Regions from separate parts of the Mus musculus genome. Here all the other regions are linked to region 2. Evidence: chromatin contacts called from public Hi-C data. All regions are on one chromosome and are shown on one strand. Each heading gives the region's core, a stretch centred on a gene start, on an enhancer-like site or on the middle of the called end of the contact. The rest is flanking DNA. Distances are from core to core; before and after follow the strand shown. Region 1 has its middle 650 kb from the start of Tlr4. Region 2 has its middle 59 kb from the start of Tlr4. Region 3 has its middle 590 kb from the start of Gm23738.

The links. A called contact is a pair of places that touch in the nucleus more often than the background predicts.
Region 1: a contact with region 2 is called in a Hi-C map of cerebellum, with 3 times the contacts expected there. The contact joins two enhancer-like sites. A contact is called at or near these places in 2 of 15 datasets of contacts at CTCF or cohesin (large pre-B cells and pro-B cells), 18 of 484 Hi-C or Micro-C datasets (the HPC-5 cell line, the NIH/3T3 cell line, adipose-derived mesenchymal stem cells and 10 more) and 1 of 115 datasets of contacts at active chromatin or transcription factors (fibro-adipogenic progenitors).
Region 3: a Hi-C map of cerebellar granule neurons shows a contact between it and region 2, with 4 times the contacts expected there. The contact joins two enhancer-like sites. A contact is called at or near these places in 1 of 15 datasets of contacts at CTCF or cohesin (pro-B cells) and 3 of 484 Hi-C or Micro-C datasets (cerebellar granule neurons and cerebellum).

The regions. Positions count from the first base shown.
Region 1 is chr4:67,476,003-67,480,194 of GRCm38.p6, forward strand. No RefSeq gene overlaps it. Among named protein-coding and RNA genes, the nearest start is that of Tlr4, 650 kb to the left of the region's middle. Within about 2 kb of position 1,604, at least 3 of the 459 cell types and tissues checked have an H3K27ac peak or open chromatin away from gene starts, as enhancers often do. A contact at or near this core is called in cerebellar granule neurons and cerebellum, where this site is marked.
Region 2 is chr4:66,766,324-66,770,203 of GRCm38.p6, forward strand. No RefSeq gene overlaps it. Among named protein-coding and RNA genes, the nearest start is that of Tlr4, 59 kb to the right of the region's middle. Within about 2 kb of position 2,593, at least 26 of the 459 cell types and tissues checked have an H3K27ac peak or open chromatin away from gene starts, as enhancers often do. A contact at or near this core is called in cerebellar granule neurons and cerebellum, where this site is marked.
Region 3 is chr4:67,587,914-67,592,364 of GRCm38.p6, forward strand. No RefSeq gene overlaps it. Among named protein-coding and RNA genes, the nearest start is that of Gm23738, 590 kb to the right of the region's middle. Within about 2 kb of position 2,313, at least 9 of the 459 cell types and tissues checked have an H3K27ac peak or open chromatin away from gene starts, as enhancers often do. A contact at or near this core is called in cerebellar granule neurons and cerebellum, where this site is marked.

The sequences.
Region 1 (4,192 bases), core at 354-2,853, 710 kb after region 2:
ACATTCTATAGAGTCTTTTTAAGTATTGGATTTACAATCCATCTTAAATTTTGTGTGATGTCATATAACAGTACTTGTTTTCATGTGGTTGTCCAGTGTGCTCATCTACCACTGTTCATGTAAATGGCTCTCTTTTATCATCCAAACTTTGGTTTCATCTCTTCCTTAACTGAACTGACAACACATTTAGTCTGATATCCTCCTGTATTGACTCCAGGCTAGCAGGGATAAAGTCTCTACTGATTCTATGCTTTGCCCTAAGTCCACTACTGGAACAGTATCAGAATCAATATTTCTGTATTCTCGACCATATTCCAAATGAAATAGTGAATAATAAATAACTGATGGTTAAATATGGTTATTAGTTTAAGCATATTATGCCTATGAAGTAAAAAGGAAAAAGCAAAGAACAATGAGTGGTGTGGTAGAGAATTAAAGTGTTTGGGGTCTAAGAAGATAGGAAATCACTATTCAAATAGGTCTTAAGGAATGTTGCACTTTCTCCAGGACATGTATCTTCTCCACACATTCATGGAGGCATCAGTTGTCCTGGCTGACTGTTAGAAAAGACTTGGAAAGTATCAAATTATCTGGCTTGTAGTTTCCTGATGGTTAGAGGTTTTTTGCTTTTCCTTTGTCTTTTTCTCTCTCTTGTGACTGTGCAATGAAAAAAAAAAAAAACTATTGAGTAAAAATGTAACAGTTTGCTTTTTTAGATTGTTGGAAAACACATTGGATGCCTCAAAATGAAAAAAAAGGCATTCTGTCATTGTGTTCCACAAGTCTCACATAAGAGCAGAAAACCTCGAACTTATCCATATTCACTTGTGAAACTTAAGTATGTTCAGTTTTTTGCAACCGTCCCAGCCCATCACTTCCTATCATGGTACCGACCTCTTTTCTAACTAACACCTCCGTGAGACCTAAGTGCCTGATTAGTATGGAAACTCTAAAGGAAATAGAACAACTCTTAAGGAAAAGAACAATTTCCCTGGTTATTCCCTCATGGTGAAAAGCAGAGAGGGTTGGAACTTGGCATCTGAAAACTGTGAAATCCTAGGATTCAGGTTGTGCTCACTGAAGGGATGGACTTGTGGGTCTCGTGCGCTGTATTTCCCAGATTGTCGATAAGAATTCCTGCAGAACACGGGTGTGGCATTAGGAACAGATCAGTTTGGAAACTGCTGTGTTTTCCTTGTCATTTGCTCTCTGTGACCCTTTGCCATGTCCTCTGCTCTTCAGTTTTGCATCCATTGAATGACCTTCCCACTGAGGATTAATTTGTGGATGGGAAGTGCTATTCCACATGCAAATTGTAGAGCTCATTTGAATTAAAATGAATTAATGTGTTCAAGATTCTTTGAGCCAATAGCAGCCTCCTGTCCACTAAATTGTGTCATTACTATCAAGGCTAGTCACTTCGTGCTTAGCCTTGATGAGGAGCTTGGGGAGGGGACCTGGTACCTAAATCCCTGGGAATAGCAATTCAATCAGATTAACAGCTTTCTTTTAAGCAAGATGCTTCAGTGCTAGCCTTCCTCAGCTTTGGTGCTGACGCTGCGTGCCTTTTCTCTAGTGCCACTAGATGGCGATAAAATTCCTTATTGTCCTCTACCTCTTGCCCAGCACCAATCCTCCAGCTTCCACCGTTACTGCTTCTGAGTCTAAGCAGGCTCCACTAGGGTTAGAAGGGGCTCCTTTCTTGAGAAAAAAAATCCTGGGCCCCCAGGGGTGCTTGAGACAGAAAATGCCTCATGGCCTTGGTGACCGTGGAACTTTCTCTTCTTTGGCCTTGTCTTACTTTACTACCACATGGTTTATCCATTTCCTCATCTATAAAGACAGGTTACATACATACATACATACATACATACATACATACGTACGTACGTACATGCGTACATACGTACATACGTACATACGTACATACGTACATACGTACATACCTACATACGTACATATGTACATACATACATACATACGTACGTACGTACATATGTATATACATGCATGCATACATACATACATACATACATACATACATACATACATACATACATACAGTACAGACAATAGCTTATGGGAGTTTTCACATCATTGGAAAACCCTATTTCTAATACTAAAATCACACATCACTTCTATTTGTAAACATGATGTATGCCAAGCTGTTCCAGATGAAGACATTATCAATCTGCCTTCAACCTGCCTTTTCCCATCTCTAAACACCAGGGGAGAATCCTTCCATATCGTCCCTGCTTCCTTTCCAGGTGGCCCGGGTACACATTCCCAGGACTCTCTCCCCATGGGATCTGTAGTCATTGGTTAGGGGAGGCTACTCTCTCCTCCAAGATTTTTTTTCAAACAGCTTATCCAAGCCAGCTCTTCTTCCCATTAAAAAACAGAGGGTACTTTTGGGTTGTTTGTTTGTTTTTGGTTTTTTGGTTGTTTGTTTGTTTTTAATTCAAAGACCCCAAGATGACAGAGACTTAGAAACTTTTCATTTCTTTAGTCCAGTAGATTGTCAGCTCTACCATGGCAATCTCCTGTAAGATTTTAAAACGCAGATTGCTGGATGTCTGTCACCCAGGGTTTGTGAAGCAGGAAGTCTAGAAGTAGCCTGAGAATTTGCCTTTTAGCAGGTTCACTGCTGACACCAAGGCTTCTCTTCCTTCTTCACAGGACTAAAGGGAAGGTCCCAACCTGATGTTTCACAAGTGCAGAACCCGAGGTCCACTGAAGAGAAATGATTGCTCAAGGTCACAAAGTAAACTGAAATTAGCAAGGACGGGGATACCAGAGTCTTTTAAGCACAGCTCTGTAAGTCCTCATTCGAATCAGTGCTTCTTAGGAAATTTCTTTTCTTCCCTTTATGGAGAAAGGATTTGCTGAGCAAATTTACAGACAAAATCAGATGGTAGGTGAATTGTTTAATCTGTAATCACTTAAAATAGACTTCTATTATTTTTTTTTTTTTAGTTTAAATTAAAGCATGAACTATGAGGGACCTGGTTCTAAGTGCAGAGGCTGACCTTTCAATACAGCCACCATGGTGCAGCCCTTTGTAGCTGCCTTTGCACCTGGGCAAGATTCCAGGAAAACTTGCTCTCTTGATTTCCCCCCAATAATTAATGCCAACATTTTCTCTCTCACACTTCAATACTATGCCAGAATGCTTCCATGTAATAACTTGAACATTTTAGATTTTCTAAAATGCCCAAATGGAAATGGACAAATTTGAGATGTACTTAACAAGGACTTTAGTAATATATTGTTCCAGAATTGTGGCGCTCTCAGCAATTGTGGTAAGTAGCTTGATTACAGAGATGAATGTGTCTATGTGATAATTATAATAATAATAGTTATAACTATGAATTTGTTTTCATCAATACCTTCTGTTTGGCTCCACTGGCTTTCAAGTGGTTTTTGGTAATAATTTTCATTTTTTTGTACTCTATTGAAAAATAAATACCAGTTAATAAAGCCTATCAGAAAGATAATGAGAATATTTGAGATTAAAGCCAAATTTAACTCATATTATTTGAATTGTAAGTCATAAAATATATCCATCAAAAATCCTCATTCCTTCTACTTCAAACTGTGATTGCACATGGAGAAAAAAGATTTAAGAGGTAAAATTGAAGTCTAGTAGGTCTTCATTTGTGTGAATGATAATCTTACAAAAGGAGATGATTAGAAGATAGTCAGAAAGTGAAAGCCATGCATTAATAAGAATATATGAAAACATAGTTGTGGACAAATGAGGCAGAGACTCATTGGAAGAAATCTCATTTGTTGAACTCACAGTCTTGAACTTGTAGCTTTCAAATATATGAAAAAAAATATGTTTCTAATTTCTAAGACACCGGGTTGTGATAGCTGATAGTTTTCAATGACAACTATTTAAGAATAATCTGAAAAATGTACTCCTAGATTAAGCATTAGGTTGAAATACACAGATGGCCAGGATCTTCTGAGAGAGATGATATAGAGATGCCCTTAATGAAGTGGAGTCTGCTAAGCACACATTAAGAAGGCAGTCTTAAAGGAGGATGGATGTGCAAATCTAGTCACTTAGGAAACAGAAATATCCCCAAGCATACACTTAGTTGCAGAAGGATGTTCTTTGCAGCGATACTTATAAAGGAAAAATTGAAAGATTACCATCGTCAAACACTGTGAAGGACTCAAGAAT
Region 2 (3,880 bases), core at 1,343-3,842:
GTAGAACTTCACGTAGATGAAATGAAAGAAGCATATTCAATGTTGAAAAGTGTGTAAGAAAAATGTGTCCAGGCTCAGAGAAAACTGAATGCATCCCAGAATTAACTCTTGGAGGCAAAGAGTAGATTTTACCTTGGATGTTCCAATAAATGGACATGGTTGGAATGAGATGGAGACTCATTAATAATAATTATGTGCATAATGAATACTTCTTATTATAAAGTTTGTGTCTGAAAGGGGGGATGGAGAGACACAGAACAGAAAATCTGAGCTCTGCTTTTCATTCTGCTGTTTTCTTGTATTTAAAGTGCCAATCTTGATAAATCTGGAGCAGTGAGTGGAGCAGATGCCTCAGGACACAAATTACTTGATGAATTAGTAAGGTCTGCTCAAAGAGAACAGTGAGCATTTCACAACCATTGCCCAGTTTCCCACCTCTAGAAACGCCTTTTCCAAGGTTCCTGAACTCCATATTCTATAATTCCTAGGATAGCTTCTGGATTTTCTGGATTACCCCCACAAAATATTGGGTGGAAGAAATAAAACCACCATTCCATGTCAAAAAGAAAACATATTCACAATACTGGCAACAAGAAAAGGAAACTCCTGGCTATGGTCTGGCATTTTGAGATACATTCTGAATAATTCTTGGTTCCAGCAACATTCTTTCCTGGCCATCAGCCATGGTAAAATCAGTCCCTTCTGGTCCATTACAAATTAAATAATCATAACTCTATTCATCAGGAAAATATACACAGAAGGGATGCATAAGCCAGTAATTAGTATGATGACTCCCAGCCTTGTGTTGACTAACTCTAAAGACTTTGTGGTGACTGTTTCACTTGAGACTCTGAACATCACTGTGGCAAGCAAAGCCTTCCAGCTTCTGCTTGACTGTACACTTCTAGTGTAATAATAATTCAAATGGCTCCATTGGGAGTAGATACATCCTAGCATATTGTAGAAGGTCTAGAGCTACTAAGGGTATAAGATATTACCAGTGGTTACTGTAATGAATGACTTACTGCACACATACAGCATGTTTCAACCATTATTGTACATAGAAAGTGGCCTTCCAGGACATGGACTTTTTCATTGTGTGCATCTGTGAAAAATGTGAAAATTATAACAGGGTTAAACTAGTCTCTGTTATAATGAACTATATAATAGGAAGTGACCAACCATAAGGGCATTCTGCTTAGGCTTTCACATCTTGCCACTGTGGCAAGATGAATTTTCAGATGCTGAGATTATAGTTTGTGAGAGACTTCTGAAGCCAGGCTAGGGGGTCTACTGCTGACAATCCATTATGCCTTGCTTACTGTTCATGCCTGATTTGAAATGTTTTCACTATATTGTCTTTTGTCCCTTCCAAATGCTACCATTTTGTTTATTTAAATATGTCTTCTCTTGGCTAATGTAACATCCTCCATTGGGAATTCTGTCTTAAAAGGTGACCCACAGCCTAGGTAACGTCACCAGCCCCTGATTTACATGTTTAAACAAATTATAGCATGTTTACCTGAGAGAAACCAAAATGTGATTCATAATTTGACTCCTGGGTATTTTCAATGCACATGTATTCTCTGACCATACTACTTTCTTAATAAAACATGCTTTGTTTACACTTCGTATCATGATGGACTTGCATACTTACTGAGTGCATATTCACGTTACGCATCTTAGTGTAAATGGGAATGATTGCAACGCTGATCTATCTTACTACTCAGGACCTCCAGAGTCACTAGCATAACAAGTCATAATAATACTAACTAGAATTCTCTGAAGAATTGAAAAGATGGAATGAGTGTATATTACAGAAATGATCTCTTTGAGTAGGTTATACTGTCTGGGCTATATGGTCTTAACAATGGCTGTTTGTGTGTCAGAGAGGCTAAGAACTCAGTAGCTACTCAGTCTATAAGCAGAATGAATCTGGTGATGTAGGGTTGGAGGATTCTTAGAGAGACGCTGTTTTTCAGCACATGTTGGGGGCTAATCAGACCTTAGATGCAATACAATATTCTCTTTATTCAACTAGGTAAAACCCAAAAGTGACTGTGTTTTACTCCAGGACACATAGTTCGGATTGGTAAAGCTATAGTTCTGATATAGATATGAAACATGGGAGACCCGGGAAGAGGTTACTCAGGCAGGAAAATCAGACTTGGTAAGGAAATAGTGAATATTTTTTTGTGCTTTTGCTGTCTTCAAAATACATTTTAAAAACTCACTGCTACTTAGAAGTACCATATGTTAGTCTAGGAGCATTATTTCCACATATTTTATAATTTCAGTAGGTGCTACAAGTGAAATAAATAAAATGAAAGGGATTTGGAAGTCAGAAAGGTTAACTGCATCTGGGTAAAGGACATGATTCTTCATCAGTATCTTTCTTAAAATAGAAGATAGAAGCATTCTACAAAAGGGTGCTATAAGGATTAAATATGTGATAAAAGCCCCTAAATATATTTGTCCTCCGTGCCATCACTAGGAACAGGGAAGATGCCATCCGTGATCTGTCAAGTCCTGTTCTCTCTTGTCAGTTTAAGCTTCAGTTTTCCTGAACGCTTAAGTGGGGTGCAGTGCCAGTTCTTCCCACATGATGGAGATGCAGGGCCACAAAAAGGGTTGAGAAGAATGTATTTATGAAGCATGCTTTAGGCGAACCAGAAAGTAAAGATTCTCCAGACCACAGGCCATAGTTACTTGAGGGGCCACAAGCAGATAACCTTAGATCAAACACAGGTGCTGTCATTCTGTAGCTCTGCTTGACTCAAAATTCTTCTCAAGGTGTAGCTGATGAAGCAATGAACATTCTAAATTATACTTACTTTAAACATGTAAGAGGATGTTTATGTTTCTGTCCTCCTGTGTCCCTGTTTTCTTTCTGTCTGGATTATGTCTATGCTTAAGAAACAGTTGCTTGAAGCTTGTTATCCAATGTGTTAGTTGGAGGGATAAATGTTTGGGTGCTGTTGTGTGCACCTGTAAGAAAAGGTGAAGAGTGGGAAGGGACACCAGTCCAATGCCCAGCCATACATGCCACCTCCTCAGTGTTCTGCTCAACTGTAAAATTTTTGAGGAGCCTTTGTGTCTGGGCAAACGAGAGATTGTATATGTATGCATTATGTGTGTAGTTATGCTAAACGTGTTATTTTATGTGCAGTAATGTGTGCATTGAGTATGTGCATGTGAGACTGGGTGTGCATAGTTGCATCTTGCCTATGATCATATGTCATTAAGCGGGCCTGGATGTCTGTATAGATTAAGCACATATAGAATTACTGTGTGCATGTGTGTTTGGATTATGCTCATGTGTGATTCTGACTCATGCTTCTGTGTGTTCTGTATGTATGAGCATGATTATACACATACACATATTTGATCATGTGTACATGAGTATTATGCACATTGGGTCAGCTCCTGTGATGCTGTATACATGTATGTGTCTCACTGTCCAGTTCCCATCCTCTTGCAAGAGATCACCTCAGTTTCTATCATAGTTCTATTGCTCCAAAACACAAACTATGTGGAACAGAAAGAGGTTAGGCTGAGAAATGATAAGTCTTCCAAGAAGAGAAAGAACGAGTGCAGGAGAATCCTTGCTTTGAGTGTGCCTGTGGTATGTGCATGAGGTGTTAAAAATACTATGGGAAGCAGTCCTAGAGGGGAGTGATGCTGATTAGATAGCCATCCTTCATCAGGAAATTTCTAAGCAAGAATCTACGTTCCATATCTGGAGAGGAAAACATAAGGTCCATGACCAGAAGATGGTGGTGCTGAAGAAGAGATGGTGTGTGTGTGTGTGTGTGTATGTGTGTGTGTGTGTGTGTGTGTGTGTGTGTGTGTGTGCATTTTTTTTTGTTTCTATGCGCAT
Region 3 (4,451 bases), core at 1,063-3,562, 820 kb after region 2:
ACTTGATCATGAAATAGAATACACAGAATTATGTAGCACGGCGAACAGTTCCATTTATAACTGCAGATAACTGATATAGTCTGGAATGTTCAGTAGCATTTCTCCCCCACCCCTAGATGGGAAAATAAGAAGATCTTCTGATGTTATGAAGTCCACTGTGCACTAAAAGTCGTGAAACTTCTAAATTCTAATTATCTCTCTAATATTCAGATAGAAAGTATGTTGCTCTCTACTGTGCTTCTTTCTTTCCCAGTTAAAAGCAGGATGTCTGTCTGGTCATGCTAAGCTGGACTTTTCTGGGAAACAGCTCATGATGGCAGTGACATGAGAGCCAGTAACGTGGGATCTTCTCAGGATGAAACAGGTTCAGGTCTGTTGTTTGGTGGGTTGATGAAATTGCAAGCTCCTAAGAACCCGTTTTCCTCCATCATCTCATCTGTTTTAAGAAGTAATATGTAAAATGAAGAAATTAGTGAGATAGGCCTCATAAAGATGCATAAAGATTTGTAAAAACACAATGTCAAAGTATAATAGTAAAAGCAATACATGCTCTTCCTTTAGGGAATACCTCCTTTTGTTAGGTTTATTTGGTTTGTGTTTGTTTGTTTGTTTGTTTGTTTGTTTGTTTGTTTTGTCTTTTTTCCTTTAACCTGTTACAACTTTTTCTTCTCAACCGAAGTTAATGAGATTACAAAATAAACCAATTTAAAAAAAAAAGTTAAATCTAAGCCTTTTACTACCAAATCCGTAATTTGTGGATTATAGAACTAAATAGATGCTCAGGAAACATTTGGTGAGTTAACAAATTGATTAATAGCAAAGCAAAGTTTAAAGATCATTGTCAGAAGCGTTAAGCCTTCTACATTTCTGGTGATATGTAAGTGACTCTGCATTTGTGGGAAGGGAGGGAAATACTATGCAGTCACTGAGTATGATGAGATAAAGTGTATGTATCAGTATATTTTAAATGCCACTAGTAATGTAAGGGTTTAGAGAGCTGGATCTCTAGTAAGGACTAATTGTTTCTTTCAGCAAGGACTGGAATTTGTTTCCAGTACCCACCGTGTGTCCTACATCCTAATGTAATTCTAGTTCAGAGGATCTTACACCCTCTTCTTACCTCCAGAGACAGCAAGCACCCATGTGATATGTATATAAACATTCAGACAAGACTTTCTTGCAGACAAAATAATAAATAAACACTTAAAAACACAAAGTAATTTGAACTTGCAAGTCGATTTTGATGTTATTATCTTTACCTTAATGCAGTGCACATCTTAAGGATAACAGTTTGCCAGCTGAAAAATCATTACACTGTCAGACAGCAAGGACAGATGTCTGAAGGATGGTGTTCTTCTCTGGGTGCAGTGAGCTTATCTGAGTTTTCAGAAAAGAAAACTGAGGACAACAATCAAGAGGAAAAAAATTCTGCATATAGAAAGCCAAGCTGATTTTCTAAAGTAAGAAGTTTCAGGCTTCAGCAATTTACCATGCAGCACAGAAAATGTATAGGTAAAGGAGGACTGACGAGTAATTACATGCTTGTTTGTTTGCATGTTTATAACAAGATCCGTAAGTCTCATCCCTATCACCAGACACAAGACATGCAATCTATTTTAATCTGACTTTATTTCCCATCTTTTAAAAACTATTTATTTTCTTTATCACAGATGGGAAAAATACCATATCCTTCAAAGATCACTGTGAACATTACATGAGATACATGCTTAAAACCATTTGGCACAGTTCCCCCTGCACCATAAGCACAGACTCTAAGAAGCTGCTATTGTCAATGTGATTACACTTGAGTTTATATTCCAAGGGGTGAAGCCACATAAACTTGGGGCGTAAAGAAGCCATAAAACACAGTATTAGAATTAGCTCTGTTTCTGAAAAAAAAAAAACTGAAGAACAAAATGTAGATGTAAAGGGAAGTAAGAATTGCATGGATGAGGTTATAGCACATAGCTCTAAGGATTTAAGGCTTTAATGACCAGAGTGCAAAAATAGAGATGTTTTCTTTCCTTATTTTATTTTTGCTTGCCTGTCACTCAGAGGGGCTTATGTGGATTTTTTTCAATCCCTGTAAATCAATTCATAGAGGTGACCTGGCCCAAATTCTCTATCTGAGGAGGAAACATTGCTTGTGGCATGATTTATTCCCTAGCCAATCTTCCCCCATTTCCCTGCCAAAATGAGGGCCCTTTTCATGGTGTGATGGAAAGAGAATGCCACGTTTAATTAGAGAGAATGAGCAGAGAGGAAGAGAAAAGGCAGTGAGCATGCCACTGTGCTGGCAGAAGTCTCCCAGGAACAGAAGGCGATGCGTTGTGACAGATGCCTTTGTTATGTTGTTTGTTAAACACGGTGTGGCTGCATTTCACAACATTTCTGAATCTGCCCCTGCATTCCTGGACATTTTGACAGTAGTGAGTAGAAACTATGGGGACTTAGGACAACAAGTTAAGGATGGAAATCAAGGAAGTCACAATAATATTGATGTAGTGTGATTAGTATTTGAAGTCATCGTCACCTAAGTTTATCACCCTCACAGAATCACTGGTAGCATTAGGTTCTGTGTGTCGCAACTTCCAAGGTGTAAACACTGTGCCATTTTACATACAAATCAGATGAATATGTGAGTATCCAATATGTTCCTAACTATGTTATGAATGTGTATCTGGGTAGATATCATATACATCACTATCCAATCTCTGGAGGGATTTACAATCCAATGGAGGCAGGAAAGCATACACAACCTATGTAAGTACATTTAATTATGTATTTGGCAAAGATATTAAGATACAATGCGGTTCAAAGCTATCCAAAATTAGTTTTCAAGTTTGAAGTAAAAAGCCCAATGACAAAATGAGAAGATGGCTGTCTGACCACAGCAAATTATCTGATGGAAGAGAGTATTGTATAGAAGACAAGACAATGAACAGGTAAAAGAGAGATTTGTTTATGAATGTAGGGATCCACAAATAGGAGGGAGAGTGAGAGAAGGGAATCCAGAAAAGATAAAAGGACATTAGGCAAAATCAGATGAGAAAGATTGTGAACCTTCAGGTTTAATTTGAAATATTACTGAAATTTCCCAATGAAATTCTTAAGCAAGAGGTATTATAAAATTGTGACAACTAAATTAATTTCTCATATGCCCGTGTCAACCTTAATCTAGGCGATCATACTGCATTCAGCACTTACTAGAGAACATGGGAAACTAAATGTGAGCTTGCTTTATTTATTTATTTATTTATTTATTTATTTATTTATTTATTTATTTTGGAACCAGATAAAAAAATTCAAGGAGGTCTACTCTGATGTATCTGACAGAAGAAAGTTTGGAGACCCATTCTATATTTTATTATCCTGAAACTGAAAACTTACTAAGGGCCTAACTTCAGAGGCCTTGAGCACTAAGGGAGGAGACTGGGCACCAATACCATGTGAGTGATCTTGCTTTCACTGCCTATTATACAAGAAGTGAGGGCTAAAGAGAAAGTAGCAGTACCACATCTCGGCTATAAGCACAGAGTAGATGGACGCTGGCAGTGGCCTCAACAATACAAAGTTATTTTCTACTGAGAGTTTAAATGCCAGACATGGACAATGCTTTCTTTTCTATGACCCTTGAGACTGCTATCATCAAAGTCAACCCACATGGCCAAAACAGAGATCTATGAACTAAAACAAGAATATGGATTTTTTTTCAAGAATTTCTTGAAAAATTCACAGGTGGAAAAAGGTATTCACATACAAATTTCTAAAGCACATCACTTTACAGACTTAACAGAAACAATATCAGGCATAACAAATTATATTCTTAAAAACTTCATTCTGAAAATAAATGCATAAAACAAGCATTAGAAACAATTATTGTACACTTGTATTATAATTAAAGTGACTTCAAGAATATTTTCTACCTACTTACATGCAATGACTTTATGAAGATCTCTCACCTCTGAAAAGAAATAAACAGATTAATAAATAGACAAAGATAAATGGTGTCCCATTGGAGGAGTTACAGAGACAAAGTTTGGAGCTGAGATGAAAGGATGGACCATGTAGAGACTGCCATATCCAGGGATCCACCCCATAATCAGCATCTAAACGCTGACACCATTGCATACACTAGCAAGATTTTATCGAAAGGACCCAGATGTAGCTGTCTCTTGTGAGACTATGCTGGGGCCTAGCAAACACAGAAGTGGATGCTCACAGTCAGCTAATGGATGGATCACAGGGCTCCCAATGGAGGAGCTAGAGAAAGTACCCAAGGAGCTAAAGGGATCTGCAACCCTATAGGGGGAACAACATTATGAACTAACCAGTACCCCAGAGCTCTTGACTCTAGCTGCATATGTATCAAAAGATGGCCTAGTCGGCCATCACTGGAAAGAGAGGCCCATTGGACATGCAAACTTTATATGCCCCAGTACAGGGGAACG